Linked DNA regions of Mus musculus: all the other regions are linked to region 2. A link is a contact called in public Hi-C data. All regions are on one chromosome and are shown on one strand. The core of a region is the stretch at or near the end of the contact, and the rest is flanking DNA. Distances in the headings are between cores, read along the strand shown. Region 1 overlaps Sgms1 (sphingomyelin synthase 1). Region 2 has its middle 18 kb from the start of 2700046G09Rik. Region 3 overlaps Sgms1 (sphingomyelin synthase 1).

The links. Hi-C and Micro-C count contacts between places; a contact is called where the count stands out from the background.
Region 1: a Hi-C map of CD8 T cells shows a contact between it and region 2, with 2.7 times the contacts expected there. A contact is called at or near these places in 3 of 39 promoter capture datasets (the C10 cell line, hippocampal neurons and neural stem cells), 23 of 484 Hi-C or Micro-C datasets (the AML12 cell line, B cells, the C10 cell line and 13 more), 12 of 130 datasets of targeted methods (the 230-238 cell line, embryonic hindbrain, embryonic limb bud and 6 more) and 4 of 9 other capture datasets (adipose tissue, embryonic stem cells, liver and 1 more).
Region 3: a Hi-C map of CD8 T cells shows a contact between it and region 2, with 1.9 times the contacts expected there. A contact is called at or near these places in 3 of 484 Hi-C or Micro-C datasets (CD4 T cells, CD8 T cells and regulatory T cells), 5 of 130 datasets of targeted methods (CD8 T cells, the NIH/3T3 cell line, embryonic stem cells and 2 more) and 3 of 9 other capture datasets (adipose tissue, liver and pancreatic islet).

What each region holds. Positions count from the first base shown.
Region 1 is chr19:32,170,969-32,173,890 of GRCm38.p6, forward strand. All of the region lies in intron 5 of Sgms1 (sphingomyelin synthase 1), which reads right to left. Among named protein-coding and RNA genes, the nearest start is that of Asah2, 69 kb to the left of the region's middle.
Region 2 is chr19:32,405,499-32,408,219 of GRCm38.p6, forward strand. No RefSeq gene overlaps it. Among named protein-coding and RNA genes, the nearest start is that of 2700046G09Rik, 18 kb to the left of the region's middle.
Region 3 is chr19:32,270,765-32,273,464 of GRCm38.p6, forward strand. The region is part of intron 3 of Sgms1 (sphingomyelin synthase 1); the gene reads right to left. Among named protein-coding and RNA genes, the nearest start is that of Sgms1, 120 kb to the right of the region's middle.

The DNA of each region.
Region 1 (2,922 bases), core at 388-2,887, 230 kb before region 2:
GTAACTCCTTCCAAGGGTGTTTTGTTCCCACTTCTAAGGAGGGGCATAGTGTTCACACTTCAGTCTTCATTTTTCTTGAGTTTCATGTGTTTAGGAAATTGTATCTTATATCTTAAGCCACCAGGTTTTAAAGGACACGGAGTGTTCATTCCTCCCCAACAGGAGTTCAACCAGGTAGTAAAACTGCAAGACTTACAAGCTCTGTTTCCTGGGCCATCAACTGACACTCTCTTCCCAGTCCCTTTATGATTTTAACGTACATGTCATTAGCAATACAGTTCTTGTTATATAGCCGAGCTATCCTGCAATCTCACAAGACCATTTCTAGGACCCCAAGGAAGTATAAAAAGCCTAAATGACAGAGACCATCATTTCCTAGAGAGATTAGCCCTAAGAGGTTCATTGGAAATTCATCCTTGTCGTGTATAAAACTTTAGTAAGCTTTATCTCAGTACAATGAAATGAGACCATCAATGGTGATTACCAAATTACAATTAAATTATAAACATAGAAACTGTCAAACTCGTTAACAAAAAGTATGCTAAAATAATTTTAAATAGATACTATCTCAAGAAAGCATGGGTAGGCTGTTCTCCATTGGACAAAATAAGCTCTGTCCTCTTAGGAAGACCTACATGTCCATCACTACGGTGTGTTACACGGAAAGAACAGAAGTTCAAAGTAAGTATAAATGTTTTCTCGGGTCCACAAGTGTTTAAAGTCTCTACCAGTAACACAGACGGTACAATTATATAAATCATAGCTTTAAAGCTACAGGCAAAATACTCCAAAATAAAAAAATAAGCAATACATCACAGGATAAGATTTTTTTTCATGATATAGATCACAAACATGAACTGTTCTTCAGAATCTGATAAAGAGTTTAAATAAACAGGGCTTACAAATCTTCTAGTTCTATACATATATAAAACACATACCATGTATCGGGCTAGGGACACACACACACACACACACGTTCAATCTCATTAGCTAGAAACAATTACACAGTGGAAGACGTAATGCTTTGGTTATTGAGTTGGCAAAGATGAACCATCTAAACATGAGGCAGTGTTACCAAAGTCCCAGGTCTGTGCATTCCACGGCTGAGCAGGCCAGGAAACCATCCCTCACTTCCGTTTCAATCATGAAGGTTCGGGCACACTACTCTTCACCAGACTGGCCCCCGTGTTGTACCTGTGCAGAGCCCATGCCCCTCAAGCCCCCTCAAGCCCTGACTGTGACTCCTATCTTTGAAGTCGTGTTCTTAGAACAAAATGCATACTACATGGCTACATGTCGCATAAGCCCTTTCTGCTTTATGATGGCTGAGTCCCACCTCTATAATGGTGCTACCCTGGTCTGTTTCCAGTTATTGCTTCAGAACTGTGTGCAGACCATAATTACACCATTTCTTGCTTTTAAATCTGTTTGAACAGGGGCCTTAGTCACTGTTCTGTTGCTGTGAAGAGACACCATGCCCCAGACAGCTCTTATGAAAGAATGCATTCAATTGGTGGCTTGCTTACAGTTTCAGAGATTTGGTTCATTATTATCATGGCAGCTTGCATGCAAGGCACTGGGGCAATAGCAGAGACCTACATCCTAATCTGGAGGAAACACTGGGTGTGGCTTGGACTAAGGAAACCTCAGAGCCCACCCCAGAGACACACTTCCTCCAACAAGGCCACACCTTCTAACACTTTCAAATAGTACCACTCCCTGATGACTAAGCATTCGAATTTGAGCCTAAGGGGCCATTCTTATCCAGACCCCACAGTAGGAAAGGTAAAACGCTGAGCACTCAGGGCTTCTGTTTAAGGCTTGCTTACACCTTTAAAAATGCATTGTATTTCTTTATTATTTTGTGTGGTTTTGTGTAGGCATATGCACGTCATAGGTCTATGTGGAGATCAAAATACAACTTAGAGGTTTTCTTCTTCCACCCTGTGGTTTCTGGGGAATTGAATGTAGGTCCATCCGGCTTGGTGGGCAAGCGCCTTTACCCACTGGACTATGTTCTGGGCTTAAAAATGTATTTCCTTGCCGGGCTTGGTGGTGCACGCCTTTGATCCCAGCACTCGGGAGGCAGAGGCAGGCGGATTTCTGAGTTCGAGGCCAGCTTGGTCTACAGAGTGAGTTCCAGGACAGCCAGGGCTACACAGAGAAACCCTGTCTTGAAAAACAAACAAACAAAAAAAAACCAAAAAAACAAAAAACAAAAAACCAACCCCCCCCCAAAAAAACAAAAAATGTATTTCCTATTTCTTTTCCTTCTCCTCACCACTCCCTCTCCCCCTCTTCTTTTTAAGTGAGAGAGGTCTCAAGTAGCCCAGGTCCTATGTTGCCTGGGATGGCTTTGAACTTCGTAGCCACTGCCTCTACTTCTGGTCTGAGGGGATTACAGCCTTTGGCACCACACTCAATTTTTGATTTTTGGTTTGTTTTTCTTTTTTTGACTACTGCAGATTGAACCATGGCTTTGTATATGCTGGGCAAATGTTCTACCAACAAAGCTAAGCTCCTTCTCCAGAGAAAAAACACCCTTAATTTCTTAACTTTACAGAAGGAATTAAGCGTCCCACTGCTTTTCTGAAAGGAAAGGGCTCACAGAGGGACCCTGAGTTTTCATTCTTTATTAAAAGGGGACACAAAAACTGACATTACACAAAAAAATTATACATTATCTGAACAGCAATGAATTAAAAACTGAACACTGCAGTTTATCTAACCGTATGAATACTTATCTTTTATAGAAAATGAACCCCCCCCCCCACTCTTTTCAATGCTATCTAAATCCTCTTTGGCAGTGTTATTTAATCAGATTTTAAGGGCTAGAGATGTGGGTCAGTGGCTGAGCACTTGCCTAGCATTTGCAAGGCCCTCCTCAGCTTAAACTTCAGTAACAGAAAAAGAAAGAAAGGG
Region 2 (2,721 bases), core at 208-2,707:
GCACTCATATTTATGGACAGGACTAAAATCTATTTCAAACAGAACTGCTATATTCATTCCAAGCCCTTGGCATCCATCCCCTAGTCTACTTTTGTTGGTATCTACAAATCTGTCTATTCCAGGTACCTGACATCACCAGAATGAGATAGTATTTGTTCTTAGCATAGGAAGTAGCATTTTCCCAGAGACTATGAAGGCTGAATCTACCTTCCTCCATTTTTAGACATGAAGACATTGACACCCAGTGACTGCAGGCTGTAAATCATGTACCACAGGGAGTAAAAAGGCTACCTTGCTTCCCACATTGAGGCCTAAATCAGTGGCAGCACTCTGACTTTCCCACACTCTGATTTGAAAGGCAAAACCTGTTTCCTTGGCAACAGATACACACAACAAACCAACTTGGGAGCAACTTAAGTTACTATGTGTCCTGTGGTTCCCCCTTTCCCATGTTTCATTTTTAAAGAAGACACCATCAACTGAGTCGAGGAGAGGACGACATTTTGGAGAGTGTCCACAACGTGTCTGTCATGCTAAACACCATAAGTGAACTGGAAAGTGCCTAGTCTCTAAAAGGCAGTTTTCCGTGGTCTTTGTGAGTTGTCAAGAATATTCATAAGAGGTTCCCACAGATTTAGGCTAATGTGAACATCCCAGCACACATTAATCTGGGAACAGTTAACTCTATGTGAAAGGCACTAATACACGCTTGCGTTTACTTTGCACAGTTATTCTTTTACGATGTTCATAGTTCTATGAGGCAGAGACTATAATTTAGCCCCATTTCACAGATGAAGAAACAGGTAATGTCGTGTTAGCAAGCCTTCATTGCTGTGACAAAGTAGCTAAAGAAACAATAATTTATTTTAGCTTGTGGCTGGAGAGGTTCACAGTGATGAAGACACCTGGGTAGAGTGGATCAGCTTCCATCATGGCGGCCAGGAAGCAGAGAGAAAGGAAGAGAGTAGGGAGTAGGGAGCATTTATTTGTTTGTTTACTTATTTTGGTTTTTCGAGACAGGGTTTCTCTGTGTAGCCCTGGCTGTCCTGGAACTCACTCTGTAGATCAGGCTGACCTCGAACTCAGAAATTTGCCTGCCTCTGTCTCCCAAGTGCTGGGATTAAAGGCAACTGCCACCATGCCCGGCTAGGGAGCATTTATAACCTTCAAAGGCATAAGCCCGCAGTACAGGGGAACGCCAGCGCCAAGAAGTGTGAGTGGGTGGGTAGGAGAGCAGGACGGGGGTAGGGTATCGGGGACTTTTGGGATAGCATTTGAAATGTAAATGAAGAAAATATCTAATAAAAATTGAAAAAAAAGGCATAAGCCCCCCCTTCTCCTCCTTCTCCTCCTCCTCCCTTGGTGATGTACTCCCCCCTCCCAGCTAGCCCCGCCCCCTAACAGCACCACTTCCTCCCAAATAGCAGCAGCATCTGGGGACCAGGCAGTCAGCATGTGCACCTAGAGGTACTTTCATATTCGACCCACAAGTGTGTATATGGTGAATATAACGTTTGAACAAATGCCCCAGACAGTTTGACAGCAGCACAAGGGAAAGTGTCTATGATACACAAGAGACACGAGGACCAAGTATCCCTGGCTCCTGCCTCCTTCGAGATACTGGGGAAGCTTTCTCCGGGTCAAGCACGTTTTTCATTGTCCGCAAGTAGAAAGGGACTGTTGTTTCCTCCTTTGGAAAGATAATCAAGGAAAATGAAAAGCCCATCTCTGTTTTATTTCTTACTTCTCTTTTCAATAACCACAGCCCCTTTGGGGTTTGCACAAGCTGTTGTTCTTTGAGTCTTCCAGCCACAGATCTGCTGCTTGCTTTCAAAGTTGGGGGGTTAGGGGACAGAGACAGAGATAAAAGCCTCAGTCCATGATGGTAGGGAGAGCTGTGTGGAATAGGTTAGCATCGATTATGGCAGCCAAGAAGCAAAGAAAGAGAAGAAGAGACCAGGGACTAGGTATAACCTTCAAAGGTGTAGCTTCCAGGGATGTCTTTTTCATCTAGGTACTGTGGCTGGTTAGATGCACACACACACACACACACACAGAGAGAGAGAGAGAGAGAGAGAGAGAGAGAGAGAGAGAGAGAGAGAGAGAGAGAGATTGCTCCTATTTCAAGATGTTATATTATAAACTCAACCATCAAAACCACTCCAAGAAGGGTTGCATTCACTTTATATATTTGCTACATTATGTGTGGGGTAGGGAGGGAATATGGGCCATTTATTTTATTTCCTTTGTATAATGGTGATATAATTTCAAATTTAACAGCCCATCACACAATTCTATTCATTATTTCCCACCAGAAACCCTGCTAGGAGACAAAATAAATAACTTGTGAAACTTCATTCCTCAGCCCTGGGATTTTTTTTTTAAATAAAATGACTTATGTATTGAGACAAATTGTACACTTTAAAACCCTTTACTATCCCCCTGGCAATGGGGCAACGAGACACTTTGGTGATTGTAATGTTTTTATGTCAGTCAGGGGCAGAGCTGATGGCAATCTTTTGTTCATCCTAGCTTGATGCCTGGCTTGGTGGCCAAGGCTGTTTCGTGCCTGGGACACATGAAAATCAAATCAAATCAAATTCAGGCAGTACAGAGCTAGAAGAGGAAGACAAAACTGTGTTCTGCCATGTCATGCTATGCAGACTGGGAAAGATGCCTACAGACCTGTCTTCCAAAGACCCACAGTACAGGCAGACCATA
Region 3 (2,700 bases), core at 62-2,561, 130 kb before region 2:
ACCACCGCCCAGCACAAAACATCTTTTTAAATGTGAAAAACCGAGTGTAGCACTGCAGTCTAGCACTTAGATCAAACTACTGAGTGATACTTTAAGTCCCATCAGTATACTGTTTCTAAGTCCTTATAAGATACTTTGTCTTGTTAGGTGCCTCAGACATTTCTAGAAGGTGTGAGATTGAAGCCTCACTTTCAAAGAGGTTAGAAAATTTGTTAAGAGCCTCTGAGAAGGCCAACAGATTAAAACAAAGCAAAACAAAACAAACAAACAAAAAAATCCTCTTTGAAGTTCGTCAATGCCAGAACCCACAATGGAAGGAGAACTGACCGCCAAAGGTTGTCCTTTGACCTCTACATGCACACAGTAGCACATATGTACACAAACGTATATACATGAACATACACATGTACATGTACACGCATACATACATAAATGTGCACAAACTATAATGCTGAATTAAAATGTATGTTTTTATAGAAATGAAAAATACAGTAACGTGGCAAGATACATGGTATCATTAAAATTTTGGGGGGCTTAGGATTACTTGCTAGATAATTATATATAATAACATACACAATTATAGTTTTGAATACAGGTATTTAACAAAATTGGCTGTCTTGTTTCACAGTCCATTTGTGTTGTGTTTTGTTATGTATATGGACTGGGTGGAGAGAGAAAGGGTTGGAGTTTTTCCACCTGTTTGAGCAGAAGGCTTCCTTTGTGGGTGGTAACTGAACCTCCCCTCCACATGATACTGGCAATTTGGAAATGTCTGGAGTAGGCATTGCTTCCTCATTACATCAACATATCATTGGCCAAGCCCTCATCGCGTCTTTAGAATGCCCTCCTCCCACGAGGCTGCTCACTAGACATAAACAGTCTGTAGATACGGCAAATCAAAAACACTTAACCTGCATAAGCTTACAGTCAGTAAACCAATGACATGAGCAGCTACCTCCAGTCTCTCCTGCAATGGAAAGATCCACAAATGAGAAAAGACATTGCAAAACAGAACAGCAAGAGAAGTAAAGGAAGCTACAGGCCTGGGCTCATTCCACTGCTAAGCGCTTAAAGGCTGAGAGCGGGATAGACGCAAGGAGTGCCTGGTGATTTCCATCTACCCACAAGGCAAAAGAAACCAAGAGCAAGCTGACTGCATTCTCTCCAAGCTATGATGAGTAGCCATGTCCCTCGTCAACTGCTCATCCCTGCCATGATATTTTTAAAATTCTCTGTACAACTGTGTGGATCAGCGTTTTTCACTAAGAATGCCATGGGGCTAGGGCAAAACCACTTTCTCTTTCAGTCTTCAGATGCTACTGTCAAGGGTGCCTCACAGGCTTTTTCTAAGGGGCGCCACAGAATACACAAACTCCTCTGTTATATCAATCGCCACAAACCTGGATAAACTTGTTCACAGGTCAGAAAATGAACCTGACACTGAAATAAGATTCTCAGCACTCATCAAGCTGCCTTATGGCATGAGGAGAATGAGAACAGAAAGGCAAGGTTAACCCACGTCCGAATCTCAAGTCAAGTTCTATTCATGTAAAACCACGACCTTAGGGAGGGAGGGGGACAGAAGCATCAAGATCAATCACTTTAAATCCTCACAGAATAAGGTGGAGGCAAAAAAATCGCCCCATCTCCGCAGGAATGCAGAGTACTCCCTTGCTAAGATGAGAACCCCAAGCTGGGAACCCCATTTGCAATGTCTCCCAAAACCCCAGTCCTGTGAGTAAAATGTGACAAACCCACCTTTCTTTGTCACTAACAAGGAAGTAACTGGGCTAGAGAGAAAAATTTGCAGGCTTGTGTGAAAAACAGCCAAACGCTGTTTTTCCAGAAGAGCTGGCTCAGAGTGCACTAATCTCTGTGCCCTGGGTTAAGATGCAGCATCTGGCTCCCAGGTCTCCACTGAAAAAAGTAGAGCTTGCAGCCTGCTCTCCACTGATAACGGTGAGAGCACGCCATGGCACTTCCTGTTCCCATCCCACCCACATCTGGAGGGAACACTCAGAACTGTGCACAGGCTCATCATGTTGATACATATGTTGAGGCTGAGCAGGTTATTAGGATATTTCACCAAGAGAGAGAAAGAATGCCAGGCTAGCCAAGTTGCACACATGATACCATTCTTCTTTGTAGCTAGAACCTGGAGTGTGAGAATATGTTACACATGTTGAGAAAAAGAGTCTTTGCCAAGAGTCTGACCAGAGGCCATGTTTCCTCTGGTCAAGACTGGAACACACAGTACCAAATATGGACGCACACCAAAAATTCATGCAAAATATCTGAAACCAGGGTGTGTAATAGGGCTCTGCCGGGCCTCTCCCATGGGGATCTGATGAAGCAAGTCTGGGTATCTGGGTGGTGCCTGAGAATCTTTGCTTTTAACAAGCACCTGAGGAACGGTATAAGCTCAGGCAAGTCTGGGGAACACTAGTAGACAATCATGCTCAGGCTACAGCCCTTAATAAGAGCACCAATTATGTACATTATAATAAATGCAAACAATAGCAAATAATGGTCTTCTTATACAATACTACTGTTGTGACAAGAGTCACTTTAAAGAAAGGTTGGTAAGTTGTGCAACAGTTAACAGCTAATACATGACAGCCACGCCATCTAAATAGACAGATGCCTAACTCCAACTGTGACCATTATACGCACAGCCTCATTGGCCAGCACAGATCCTGC